3 separate regions of the Sus scrofa genome follow, and regions 1 and 2 are each linked to region 3. Evidence: chromatin contacts called from public Hi-C data. All regions are on one chromosome and are shown on one strand. The core of a region is the stretch at or near the end of the contact, and the rest is flanking DNA. Distances in the headings are between cores, read along the strand shown. Region 1 holds the start of STMN1 (stathmin 1). Region 2 holds the start of CD52 (CD52 molecule). Region 3 holds the start of ZNF593 (zinc finger protein 593).

Region 1 (4,447 bases), core at 217-2,716, 230 kb after region 3:
GCGGCTGTCGTGGGGAAGGGGCGCGGCCAGCTGAACGAGCCCCTAGCGTTAGCCCCAGGGTACCATCTAGAAGACAATAGGGGGCGTAGGCTCTCGCCTTGCAGGTGCAGCCCCGCTGGGGTCCCCATTGTCTGAAGGGGGCGGGGCGGCGCCCCCAGGGAGCAGCGGCCTTAGGGCCAGACTCTGGGCGACCAGGGCCGCGCCCTCGCCGACTGACTGTGGGGCTGTTCCAAGAGGGTGACACCCCACGAGAGCTCTCCATTCTCGCGGCGGGGGGCGCAGACAGCTTGGGTGGCGGCAGGTTGGTTGGAAGCAAAGGAAAGAGGCGGCGAGCCGACGGCAGGACTACCCCACTGCCTTTTCCCGGGGACTGCTCCACCCGCCGAGCTGCACCCGGGATGGGGGCCACCTCAAGGTGTTTTTGGCGGGAGTAGGGAAGGGGGGCGTCTGCGCAGGGCGAGCCCGGGAAGGGCGGAGTTACCCGGATAGGACCGTTAGCCCCGCCCATCCCTCCCCTTCCCACGCGCGCGGGCTCGGGTGTTGTGAGTTCGGGGAGATTCGAAAAGGCGCGGGGAGGAAGGGGGCGGGGCCAGGGGCTGGTGTGCAGGGTGTGCTTTGATTGGCCGGGGGCGGCTGGCCGCTTTTCCTCTCCTGGACCAGGGCCACGCCCATCCTGGGGTTGATGTTGAGTCTAATGCTCCGCCGGGGTTAGATCGTTTCGCTGCTTCGGATTTTAAATTCCAGCTGCTGAGAACCTGTATTCCTACGTTTTTGGTACTAGCTTGGGGTTTACAAGATTCATGACCTAAAAAAAAATGAAGGGATGTAGAATTTTTCATGAGAAAATTCTACACAAACCATCAAATATTGTAATCTAAAACCTTGAGGTTCATAAAATTAGTGTTACCCGCTGTAGGACGAGGAGCTTAAACCGCAGGAACAATAGGCGTTCGACATTATTGGTTAATATTAGCTTGGGCGTTTTGTTTTACACCATGGCAGACACAGACAAAGCAGGGGTGGGTGTTCCATTTGCACAATGAGTTGTAGGCAGTGTTAAGATGGCTCCGGTCTCACTGTTGAGTTGAATCTGGAATATCTTCTCGCCAGGGAGGAAAGTTTAGAGTTTATTAGGGGAAGAAAAATCTTGTGATTTAAACCTTGTCTAGTTTTAAGAATCGAAGTGTGTTTTGTACAGGCAAGCTCAGTTAACTTGATCTTCTGCAACCAGCATTCTATTCAATTCAGGTTTCCCAGTGTTTGAGTATTTTATAGATAAAATTTTCTGGCTAATGATGTCTTATTTAATTTCACAGTAGTAATTTTTCTGGCCTTAATTTGTATGGATATGATTTGAAGTCCCTTTGAATTCATGACATAGAAATGCAAAAAATTTGATTGCGTGCTTTTGAAAATCATTTTCAGGGTTTTCCTTGCCAGTGGATTGTGTAGAATACACTGCCAGTCTCTTGTCTTCTATTCACCATGGCTTCTTCTGGTAGGTAATCTATTTGAAAAAGCTGAATTTGCCACGGGCTTCTAATTTGAGAATAGGAGATGGCTCAGGTCTTATGCCTTTAATTTGGCACTAGTGTTGTGGTCTTACTAAGAAATCTGTTTTATAAAGAAGAAAAAATTATTGTCACTTGAATGTACTGACAGCTCATAATTAATTGTTTCATTATTAGATGATTTGACTTGGCCTAAAGCATAATGTGGAGTTCTGCACAACTTTTTTTTGTTTGAGAAAATGATTGTCAAATACTGATGTCTCAGAATGGTGTTTATTAGCCCAAAAATGTTGAGCTTTGTTTTTCTGGGAGGTGTTTAGATAATTTCTTCCAATAAACACAGCTGCTTCATCAGCCCTAATTCTGTTCAGTAAATTGATTTGGTTTTTAGAAAATAGAACAGCCTATTAGAACAGGAAAACTATTTTTCTGAGTGTGTTATAAATATGATATAAAAATCATAAAATCCAGATATCCAGGTGAAGGAGCTGGAGAAGCGTGCCTCAGGCCAGGCTTTTGAGCTGATTCTCAGCCCTCGATCAAAAGAATCCGTCCCAGAATTCCCCCTTTCCCCTCCAAAGAAGAAGGATCTTTCCCTGGAGGAAATTCAGAAGAAATTAGAAGCTGCAGAAGAAAGACGCAAGGTAAACATCAGTTCACAGAAAGCAGGGTATTTTTTTAATGTAATGTGGCAAATCTGTTTTATTTCCATAACAAGAGGAAAACAGAATTGTGGCTAGATATGCCAGTGGGAGGAATAAATACCAGTTATCATTTACTGGGCTCCTGTTACACGTACCCTCTCCTGTACTCTCATTGTCCTCCTTTTCTGCAGTGACGCTGGAGAGTAGGTGTGCTCTGAAAGACCAGATTAGAAAATGGTCTTGGGAATGTAAGTCATTTTCCCAAGTCATATAGCTAGTGAGTGTCGGAGCCAGAATTCACACCCAGGTCTGTCTGAAACCAAAGTTCATGCTTCTCATGCTTTCTCTTTGAAAAATAGATTTGTTGGTGGAAGATTCTTTTTTTCTTTTTGTCTCTATGTTTTGGGGTTTTGATATGTTTTTTGGGTTCGTGTGTGTGTGTGGTTTTTTATTTTGTTTTGTCTTTTGAGACCTGGACAATAAAAACATTTTAAATTGCTAGTAATGTGATTGTGTTGCTCAGCTGGCTCACTGATATCGTGACAGCTCTTTTCCTTTTTTTTTTTTTTTTAGGGCCGAACTCGTGGCATATGGAATTTCCCACGCTAGGGGTTGAATTGGAGCTACAGCTGCCAGCCTACGCCACAGCCACAGCAATGTGGGATCTGAGCCGTGTCTGCGACCTATACCACAGCTCACAGCCGGATCCTTAACTCCCTGAGCGAGGCCAGGCATTGAACCCGCATCCTCATGGATGCTAGTCGGGTTCGTTACCCGCTAAGCACAATGGGAACTGCTAGCTCTTCTCTTTTCTAAGCACCTCTGTTATAAAGTAGCCATCTAAACACTGATCGGAAAAGTCAGCAAACGTTAATGTGCTTGTTATAGAAAAATTGAGAACCACAGAAGTTTATAAATAGGAAATTAAAAGTATTCATTATCCTCCTTCACAGAAATAACTGTTGTTAACCTTTTGGTGTATTTCCCTCTATTTAGTGTTATTCTATTCATTAAGAACTTTACATAAATTTTCATTTAGTCCCCCCTTCCAATAACCCTGATTGAAGTAAGTGGTTTAATTTTTAAATTAGTGGGATGAAGGAGTAGTAACCTGCCTGCTACCAACACAGCTAGTGCTTTGAAGTCTGGTACATTTAAACCACACACACACATTTGGGTCCCTTTTTAAGCTGCTGTAGCACGTACTGTGCATCTTTCAGTGCCACATGTTTTATGTATGTGCGCTGACCCACTGTCAGCACTGAATTACTTCCCCAGGAAGAGGCTGTTTGGAGTGGTGCTTCATCTCCTACCTGCTCTGCTGTTTAGTGTGAGTTGGTGGAGTTTGATGATGAAATTCACATAGTTTGAGTTCATGGAAGAGATGCAGCCGAAGGCTGGACAGATACTTTTTAAGGAATTAACCCTGACCCTGTAGTCATTAGCCTGTGCTTTACATAGTAACTGGCTAAATATAGTGAAACTCTTATCACGACTGGGGTTTTGCAGAAAAGAATTAACAGAACCAGTGGCAGATGCTCCAAGGTTTTCCGGCAAGTTGATGCATCCAAACACATAGGAATCTGTTTGGTAACAAGCGATTCTGAGTGTTTTGAAGGAGGTGCCGTGGTAACAGAACTCCAGTGGTCTGGAAGTTAACGCAGCTTCCACAGAGAACAGTTAACAAGCTTTTCCTTGAAATAAAACTTCTGGTTTAAATAGTAATCTGGAGGCTTAGTCTGAAATTTCTGTCATTTCCATGTATTTTCTTTTTATTGGTATGGTTATATTTTTTATAATGAACTCATATTCTTTAGGGTAGCCTTTGAAGTTAAAAAACCAGACTTTCTTACAGTAAAATGCCATTCCTAAATGCGTATCACTCTGGTTATCTTGATACCATTACGCAGTAAATCTTTCAAAGATTTCCTTAAGGAGTAATTGGGCAAGACTCTGAAGAAACATGGGCAGCTGGAGTTAAATACAAATACTAGAAAAAGAATGTAATTTTCACAGTATTTTGCTAATTTCTTTTGTGATTGTAACTGATACTAAAGAAGGTTTCAGAGACTCTAGCCTATTAAACTTTTTTCCAGTCCCATGAAGCTGAGGTCTTGAAGCAGCTTGCTGAGAAACGGGAGCACGAGAAGGAGGTGCTTCAGAAAGCAATCGAGGAGAACAACAATTTCAGTAAAATGGCGGAGGAGAAGCTGACCCACAAAATGGAAGCCAACAAAGAGAACCGAGAGGCGCAGATGGCCGCCAAGCTGGAACGTTTGCGGGAGAAGGTTG
Region 2 (4,395 bases), core at 965-3,464, 130 kb before region 3:
ATCTGTCATTCTGAGGACACCAAGGTAGTGGAGAGGGGGTGAACTTCTGAACTTCTGCAACGGGGATGTCCAGGGTCTGAGTGGGGGTAGGGGTGGGTCTTCTGGAACCATCATTCCCAAACACCCGGGGACAGGGAAGGCAAATGCAACTAAAGGAAGGGTGACGATGGCTGGTTCTGGGCCATGTCCCTGCTAGGTGATCTGAAGGGGTTTGGCCTTTGGGGCAGGGAACGTGGGTTGCGAGATCCCTGGTGCCACCTCTCTTGCTGATGGGAACATGGGCAGCTCCTTGGTGCAGCTGCAAACCTGGCTCTGGGGGCCCAGTGATGTCCAGGGACCACATGCAGGACCCCACTCCAAGCACACATCAACTTTATTGACGCCGGGTTGGGTGGTGCTTGCCCCTCCACATCAGTACCTCCCTGCATCAGCCATCACCCCCAAGGCACTGCCTGTCATTCTCACAACCTGCTCATCTCCAGCATCAATCCCTCCCAAGGACTGGGGGGCGGCTTCTGTTGCTGGAGATGGTGGCAGCTGTCTCAGGGGCACAGGGCTAGGGCTGGGCCAGGTCACCTCAGCTGAGGTGGAAGAGCTGGATGAGGACATTGGTCAAAAAGAGAAGGATGCCGCCGCTGCCCAGGCCGCTGAGGGCTGGGGCTCCACCCTTGGGTTTCTTGGTGGTGGTTCGGTTTCCCAAGACTCCAGTTTGTATCTGCAAGAGGAGAAGTGGAGCAAGCTCAGGAGGCTTTTGAATTGCATGGGGTTTGTTTGGTTGATTGGTTTTTGTTTTTGTCTTTTAGGGCTGCACCCACAGCATATGGAGGTTCCCAGGCTAGGGGTCAAATCAGACCTGCAGCTGTTGGCCTCCACCACAGCCACAGCAAAGCCAGATTCAAGTCACATCTGCAAGTCCCATCACCACAGCTCACATCAACGCCAGATCCCTTACCCACTGAGCGAGGCCAGGGATCGAACCCATGTCTTCATGGTTTCTAGTCAGATTCGTTTCCGCTGAGCCACAACAGGAACTTCTCATGTTTGTTTAGAGACACAGTGTCCCCCACCCCAGTACTACAGTCCTCAGTTCCCTTGTCCCTATGACCACGACTTCTTTCACAAGGTCCTGTTGGGACCGTTGGCTGCTTCCTGCCTTGGCATGGGCAGGGTCAGAGGCGGTCCCTGGTCCGCCTCCCATGGAACCTTCCTTTCATGTCTATCAGGCCACCAGCTCCTCCAGCAGGTAGGAGAGAGGGGAGTCTGTGGCCCCAGCCCTTGACCTTAGCCCAACCAGGGGCTTAGCCGCTCTGAGCCTCAGCTTCCTCATCTTGTCAATGGGGAGAAGAGCCCACTCCAGTCACGAGGGTCACATGAGACAGTGCCAGTGGGTGGGTGAGGGGGGTGACTTCTTCCCCTGAGGAAATGGCCAGATGGTGATCAGGCTGTTCTCAATGCTTGATCAAGCTGCACCTAAAGCTGCCCTGGATGGAGACTGAGCTGTTTTTGGTGGTGATCAAGCTGTTCTTGATGCTTGATCAAGCTGTTCTTGATCGAGAACTTGATGGCTCCCATCTCCTATACTGACTAGCATGTGAGATGCTGCCAAAGCTGCCTCCTAGAATAGCAGTTGGTCTCAAGAGTCTAGCTGTTTCTGGAGCAGGAGATTTCTATCTTCTTAGCGTTGCTGAACACCTGGGCTCCTCTCCTGGGGGGTTCCCTGCCACCTCCAAACTGGATCAGACTCCCTGTGAACATTTTCTGGTCCCCTCCCAACAGGACCGTTTCCCCAGCTTCCCTGTGGGTTGATGCCATCCTTACTCAGGGCCGTCTTCCCAAGCCTCTCAGTTGACTATTACTCCACAACACGCTTGGGTGCCTCATTGTGCCTTGTAAGTGCTCCCCAGCCTCGGGTACAGGAGGCAGTCGGCTCAGGGGCAGCCCTCAAACAGTCTGACCTCAACCAGAAGGGCTGGAAGGTTGGGAGCCAGGCCCCCTGCTGGAGCCTCTGCTCCCATGGGAGAAGGCTGGGTGCCGGGAACCTGCATGGCCTCAGGTCTGGGGACTCCTGGGCAGTGGTGCCAAGGACTCCGAGGAGCTGCTCTTACCTGAATCATAACCAGGAGGCTGATGGTGAATAGGAGGAAGAGGAAGCCTTTCATCTTTGGAGGCTTGCGGTGGCTCTCTTGGTAGCAGCTTTTGGCGATGAACGCAGGGCTGTGTGCAGGCCCCTCTTGGCTTGGCTGCTTATGAGTGAGGAGGAGGCCGGGAGGCGGGGTGGAGAGGAAGGAGGGCCTTCGGGGTGTGGGTGGGGGTGCTGCTGCTTTACAGACCTTGAGGTTGAGGATACCGGGAGCTGGGTTCTACAGCCCTGGCAGAGGATGGGTTCTGGAAAGGCACTGAGGCAGATCCTGGGGATGAGATTTGGGCAAATTGGGGGGGGGGGGCAGTAAAGAGGGCCCTGGGCTTGGAGTCATGCACGGTGGGGACTGACTCTTGGTTTAATCCCCTGAACTCTGAGACCCTGGGCCAGAAACTGTACCTCTCTGAGCCTTTAACAAAGGAGCTGCCAGAGAATTAAATATAGTATAATTAAAAGGAGATGGAGAGATAGTGAAAAAGCTAGTAATAATTAAAAAGGTTGTAGAGATGAAGTGGGGAGTTCCCGTCGTGGCGCAGTGGTTAACGAATCCGACTAGGAACCATGAGGTTTCGGGTTCCATCCCTGGCCTTGCTCGGTGGGTTAACGATCCAGCGTTACCGTGAGCTGTGGTGTAGGTTGCAGACGCGGTTCGGATCCGCGTTGCTGTGGTTCTGGTGTAGGCCGGTGGCTACAGCTCCGATTCAACCCCTAGCCTGGGAACCTCCATATGCCGCGGGAGCGGCCCAAGAAATAGCAACAACAACAACAACAACAACAAAAAAGACAAAAGACAGAATGAAGGCTTGGGGAACATTAACATTTGCCGGGTGGGGGTGGATTTCTTGTGAAAATCTAGAAGCACTGCATTAGGAAGCCCTCGCCTCTGGGTCAGCCCATTCCCTCCAGGCCTCATGGGTCTCAGGTCAATGAGAAGACTGAAGTGGATTATTTCCAGAGTTTATTAAGACTTGGCATCTGTGATTTGGATCAAGCAAATAGCAGATACGTGGTGTGTTTCCATCTTGGATGGGTGGGAGGAGTGCTAGTGGTGGAAGCAGAAGGTGACTACACTGCCTGGAAGGGATTTGGGGTGGGGGTGGCTGTGAAGTCCCAGCTGCCCAGGCCTGGGGGATGAGGTGAATCACAAAGCCCCATTCTTTACACATCTTCTCACTGTATTTTCTTGGTGGGGCTCTGCAGTGGATTTTATAAGCATCCCCATTGTCCTGATGAGGAAACTGAAGCTTGGACATTAAGTGACTTGTCCAAGGTAATAAAAGTCAGACATGAACTTGAATCCAGGTCTGCCTGAAGCTGCACCCAGGTGTGTAATGTCCAGGGTGCCCTAGAAGTCATTGATTGTCTTGGTTCCCTGTCCCCCTCACTCCCAGAAGAGCCAGGGCTTGGCTTTGCAGCCCAGCTCCCGCCTCACCCACTCTCCCTTCCCTCTTTTATTCTGCGTCTCATTTGCATGCCAGGTAGTGAAAGAAATCCCACTCTCACTTCCCTCCTGTGGTTTTGGGCTTTGTGTTGCAAGCCTCAGAAAAACCTGAGTGGGCCCTAGAGGGGCCACTGGCCAAAAAGAAACAAAGAAAAAAGAACTGAGAATCAAGGCTGGTAAGAGAAAGCCAGGAAGTGGAGAGGAAGGGGCAGGGATCTTGTGCCCCAACACCCACACCCCCACCCCCGGGCACGAAGGGAAGGAGGTGGGGAAGCCTCTCACTGCCACACTTGCCAGCTCCTTCACCAGAGGCCCCCCCTGACATTCTGTTCAAGTCTTTGCTGCCTTTGGTGCACCTGGAGGGGTGGTTGATTCTGGGGGCTCATGAGAGTCTAGGAAGCAAAGCAGCAGATGCCAGAAGGGCACTGGCCCAGGAGACGGGAGGCCCCTAAGTCCAAGACGGCTCTGCTGGAGTTCCTGTTGTGGCTCAGCGGTTAACGAACCCGACTAGGATCCACAAGGATGTGGGTTCCATCACTGGCCTCACTCAGTGGGTTAAGGATCTGGCGTTGCCATGAGCTGTGGTGTAGGTTGCAGACTTGACTCAGATCCTGCATTGCTGTGACTGTGGTGTAGGCTGGCAGCTATAGTTCCCATTGGACCCCTAGCCTGGGAACTTCCATATGCCGTGGGTGCGGCCCTAAAAAGCAAAAAAAAAAAAAAAAAAAAAAAAAAGAAGGAAATCACTCTGCTGAAAATCAGCTCCATCACACTGGGCAGTCCTCTCTTAGGAAGAGGCAGCTGGACGGGATGA
Region 3 (4,523 bases), core at 1,544-4,043:
TAGTTTTCTAAGAATCTCCATACTGTTTTCCATAGTGGTTGTACCAACTTACACTCCCACCAATATAGGAGGGTTCCCTTTTTCTCCACACCCTCTCCAGCATTTTTATTTGTAGACTTACTAATGATGGCCATTCTGACCCGTGTGAGGTAGTACCTCATTGAAGTTTTGAGTTGCATTTCTCTTCCATTCTTTCTATATGCAGAATCTCTACATGCTATTCTGCAAAAATGCTTCCCCCATTTTAATGAGATAATCAATGTGAAATGAAATAATACCCGTAAAGTACTTAGAATAATGCCCAGCCGTCAGCTACTATTTTTTTAAAGCACGATTTGGACAGCTTTCTTTATCAGTAGATGCAGATCTTTTATTATTGTGCCCAAGCTAAGATTGGGAAGTCCCTACAGGGACTCCTCCAAGGGAAAGGGGTGCAATGTGCCCTCCCCCAGCATAGGTGTGGTTGATTAAGAGAAACCAAGTGAAAAAGGCCTACTCCAGTTGGAAGGGGGTACTAATACGGCACCCAATCCCGCCTCTGCTGAGAGCTGATTGGTGACATCCAATCGACTAAAGCAGGGACTGGGCCAAGGCCAGGGCTGGGGAGGCCCTCCCGTACCTGGTCCCAGTCTGAAACTTCCCTATACTCCCAGGCAAGACCTCTCCTGCCTGCCCAGCCTGGACTGCCCGTGTGGCTGGGGGAGGTGCTGCTCAGGCCTGATGCTGATCTCTCCTGACAGCTGTTCCTAAGGCTGGCAGGGCGGGCAGGCGGGGGAAGGGACAGATTTAAAGGTCTAGCTGCTCCGCCCCCTGCCAGACCTGGGAAGGCAGGCACTGGTGAGCATCCTCTGAGGGCATGGCTCTCTTGCGTATGAGAGGTCAGGAAACCCTGCGCCCTGATTTCCGCTTCTTGGTACCACAAACGCCACTGGTCTTCATTCCCGCTTCCGCCCCACAGGACACCAGCGACACTAGCAGCACCCACCATGCGATTTCCACGCCTGACCCCTGGCTACTTTCGAGTGCTACAGGTACGTACCCTTAACCAATGGCTTCTGCCATCGACCCCTTACTCCCCCTACCATGGCTGGGTTGACACCCGGCAGCCAGGCTGTCACGTTCCCTGCCGCCTGAGCAGCCGGGGCCTAGATGGGCAATGAAGCGAGAGGGATTGGGGTGGAATCTCCCTGGGGCAGCAGTGGCATCCATATCTCCTTCCCCTAACTCAGCCCCTTTCCACCCCCCACCTTCCCAGAGGTCTCAAATGACCCCTCAGGCGGACCCTCTGTGCATTTCCAGATGCAGATAGCCGGGGAGCTGAAGGCAGAGCCCCGGAGTCCACTGGCTGGGATTGTGGCTGCACTGCTGGCTGTCCTCGGGCTGGGCGGCTCTTGCTATGCAGTCTGGAAGATGGTGGGGCAGCGACGGCCGCCACAGGCCCCATGATGAAGCGGGCAGCCTCCACCTGGGCCCTGGGGGGGTATGTAACTCAGCGACAGCTATAATCTTGGGAGCCTACTTCTTTTCTGGGGATCACTCCCTGCCCTCATTAGAAGCAGGGTTGTTATAAACCTGATCTTACCCAGCCCACACACCTAGGCTCCAATGGGGGGTTTCGGCTCAGATGCCAGGATCCCAGAGGGAAGGTAAGGATACAGGTACCAAAGGTGGATAAAGCCCAAGCAGCCTGGGTCCCATGCACAGGAGTAGTAGAGAAACTTACAGGACATGAGTTTGGAGTAGTGGCCTGGGGGTTAGAGTCAGGGGCAAGCCCCCTTTATCCAGTTATTTTATTGGGAGGGAGGGCACTGGGAAGAGGCCATCCACTCCCCAAACCCCGGGCCAAAACAGACTGGTACAGTCTCTCCCAGACTGGCCCTTGCATCACTGTCCATGGGCAACTCTTCTGCCTTGAATTCTCAGGATCTGTCAAGTAGATGTGTCCATCTCAGGGACATCAGTGGATACTTCTGTGGGCACTGCCAGCCGCTGGGGAGGTACATAGGAACCCATACCCGCTGCCCTCTCTGCCTCTTCCTGACTGTAGGGCTCCACACTCAGCTGCTTCAACCTGGGAAAAAGAACAGGAACTGAGAGCTGACCAGATTCGAGTCCCGCCTGCCCGACACCCATCCATTAATTCTCTTCTTATACCTTTTCTTGTGGTCTTTGGATCGGAAGTGGGTCTTCAGGTTGGCAGAATCGATGAAGTATCTCCTGTAGGGATGGGGGGTAAGGAGAAGTGAGAAGGTGATGCCTCTCAGGTACACCTATCTCCCTGACCCTAGCTCATTTCCCGATGCTAGGCTCCAGGCTTGAAGGGATGGGAGGCCAGCAGACCCATGAATCCCAGGAAAGAAAACCCTGCGTTCCCTAGGGCCCGGATCTCAACACCCCCAGCCCGAAAGGCCGACCCTTCTCCTCCTCAGGCCGCAGCCGGCCGGGACTCACGCGCAGGCCAGACAGCGATGCAGGCCGCCCCCTGGCAGGTCGGGGTCGGGCTCGGCGCCGGGGTCTGGTCGGGTCCTTGTGGCAACCTGGGGCCGCAGCTCGCGGTGAATCTCATCGAGGTCCGGCCGCCGCCGCTTCGCCTTCATCTGGCGGGCCAGGGAGTGCGCTCGGTGTGCGCCGGTTCGGCGAGAGCGACCCATTGCTGGTAACAGCGGGACCAACGGGCCTAGAGCCGAGTTGGGAGGACACGTGTGGGCACTTCCGGACTGTGCAGTGACGCCATGTGACGCCGGGGACTGAGCAGGCTCCGGCGGACCGCCTCTGATGACGTCACTCGCGCGAGCAGCGCCCTTGAGCGCCCTCAGGAGGCCCTCGACGTCAGTGACCGAACTCGGGGCGGGGCTCCGGGAAGCGCGTCCTCTTAGGTCGCTGGAGGGGCGGGTGGTGCGTGCCCTGGGGGCTTCAGGGTGGTCCGCTGCCCTACCCGCCCCGCCTGGCCCATCCTATCTCAGTGCCGTCCTCTGGCCCCATCACCTCTTCCAGGCTCCCAGATCTTAGACTCCGCGTTGGGATGGGGGTGGGGGGGCATGCTACATCTCCCTGGAAGCACTGAACAATGTGATGTTAATGAATTAATAAATGAATGAAAATGAATACGTTTGGGATCGCGGCCCTCGCAGGACTTGCTGAGACATCTCAGGTTCCTGAGAAAGCCTCGGCACTTCTCACCTGTCCCCGGTTTTTCCTATCCTGTGAGTTGTGTGTGTGTGTGTTTACGGCCGCACCCACGGCATATGGAGGTTCCCAGGCGAGGGGTCTAATTGGAGCAGTAGCTGCCGGCCTATGCCAGAGCCACAGCCATGCGGGATCTGAGCTGAGTCTGTGACTTACACCACAGCTCACGGCAATGCAGGATCCTTAACCCAATGAGCGAGGCCAGGGCTTGAACCCGTGTTCTCATGGAAGGCATCCTGTTAGTCTTAAGAGGGGTCAGATCCTCTCACAAGGAAAGGAGGTCCTCACAGAAGGACCTCTCATCTTTGACTACTTTCTCATCTTTTGATGCTTGGCCTGGCATCAAAGGCAGAGAGAGGTACAACCTAGGTGTTGTGTACTCAGAGTGGGAATAGAGCCAGAGAGCCTTTCCCCTCGCATCAGAACCTGGTGCCTTCCAGGTTGACCAGAGGAACTCAGCAATAATTCAGGGGCTCCAGTTCTTTGGAACCTGTAGCCAGGAAACAGGGAGAGAGGCACGTGCATCCCTGGGGAGAGGAATCATTTTCCAGCCCAGACAAAGCAGTGAAATGTAAGCCCAGGGCACTGACCATGGGCCTTGGGACCTCCCATTCCGGTTCACAGAGGCTGAGTGTAGGTATAGGGCAGGGCCCTATTAAGGGCGCAGCTTGTAGGGCTGCAGTCATCGGGGCACCACAGTGGGTCCTGAGCCCAAGGACTTTGTAAATGGACTTCATGAATGGAAGAGGACTTTTCTGGAGCCATTCCAAATGATCAAATTCAAGAACTCCTAGGCCCAGGAAGGAGGCTTCTGTGGAGAGAGAAGTTTTCATCATTCCTGGCCAATATGGGCTAAGACAAGGGGTGAGGTGGCAGAATCTGGCTCTCATCACGGACTCCTTTGGATCAGGTTCATCTGCTGGGCACTGTGCCATCTGGGGAGGCTGGTGCATCTTTAATGAGGTCACCTGATCCCTGGGACAGGTTCTCAGCCTCACCAAGTTCCTGGAGCCAGACCCACTGGGTACCCACTGAGCCACCACCTTCCCGTGCCTGGGTGCCAGGCCCGCTTCCCCTGCAGCCATGAACCAGGCCTTTTGGAAGACCTACAAATCCAAAGTGCTACAGACCCTGAGTGGCGAATCTGAGGAGGACCTGGCAGAGGAGGTGGGTATTGTCCTGTGTGCTAGATGGGGCACGGGCAGAGGGGCAGCATGAGTGAAAGGTGCAAAGAAGGGCAAGGGACAGGCTCTGGGAGAGTGAGATTTGTGCAGGAGCCACTAGCAATTCAGGGATGATGCAGCATAGTGCAGTGTCAGAAAGCCAGGACACTCCAG

What was found. A called contact is a pair of places that touch in the nucleus more often than the background predicts.
Region 1: a contact with region 3 is called in a Hi-C map of skeletal muscle, with 4 times the contacts expected there. The contact joins the promoter of STMN1 here to the promoter of ZNF593 in region 3. A contact is called at or near these places in 1 of 5 promoter capture datasets (fetal liver) and 10 of 47 Hi-C or Micro-C datasets (alveolar macrophages, brain, embryonic fibroblasts and 6 more).
Region 2: a Hi-C map of embryonic fibroblasts shows a contact between it and region 3, with 2.9 times the contacts expected there. The contact joins the promoter of CD52 here to the promoter of ZNF593 in region 3. A contact is called at or near these places in 2 of 5 promoter capture datasets (fetal liver and skeletal muscle), 5 of 47 Hi-C or Micro-C datasets (blood, embryonic fibroblasts, fetal skeletal muscle and 2 more) and 1 of 2 datasets of contacts at active chromatin or transcription factors (alveolar macrophages).

Annotation. Positions count from the first base shown.
Region 1 is chr6:83,357,354-83,361,800 of Sscrofa11.1, reverse strand. It overlaps STMN1 (stathmin 1), which reads left to right and starts at 1,466. Exons shown (of 4, transcript NM_001009582.1): 1 at 1,466-1,498; 2 at 1,983-2,155; 3 at 4,252-4,443. The coding sequence starts at 1,486.
Region 2 is chr6:83,721,581-83,725,975 of Sscrofa11.1, reverse strand. CD52 (CD52 molecule) reads right to left here and starts at 2,214. Exons shown (of 2, transcript NM_001257355.1): 1 at 2,106-2,214; 2 at 357-715. The coding sequence starts at 2,159. The coding sequence ends at 578.
Region 3 is chr6:83,589,110-83,593,632 of Sscrofa11.1, reverse strand. ZNF593 (zinc finger protein 593) reads right to left here and starts at 2,793. Exons shown (of 3, transcript XM_021095611.1): 1 at 2,452-2,793; 2 at 2,155-2,217; 3 at 349-2,071. The coding sequence starts at 2,651. The coding sequence ends at 1,930.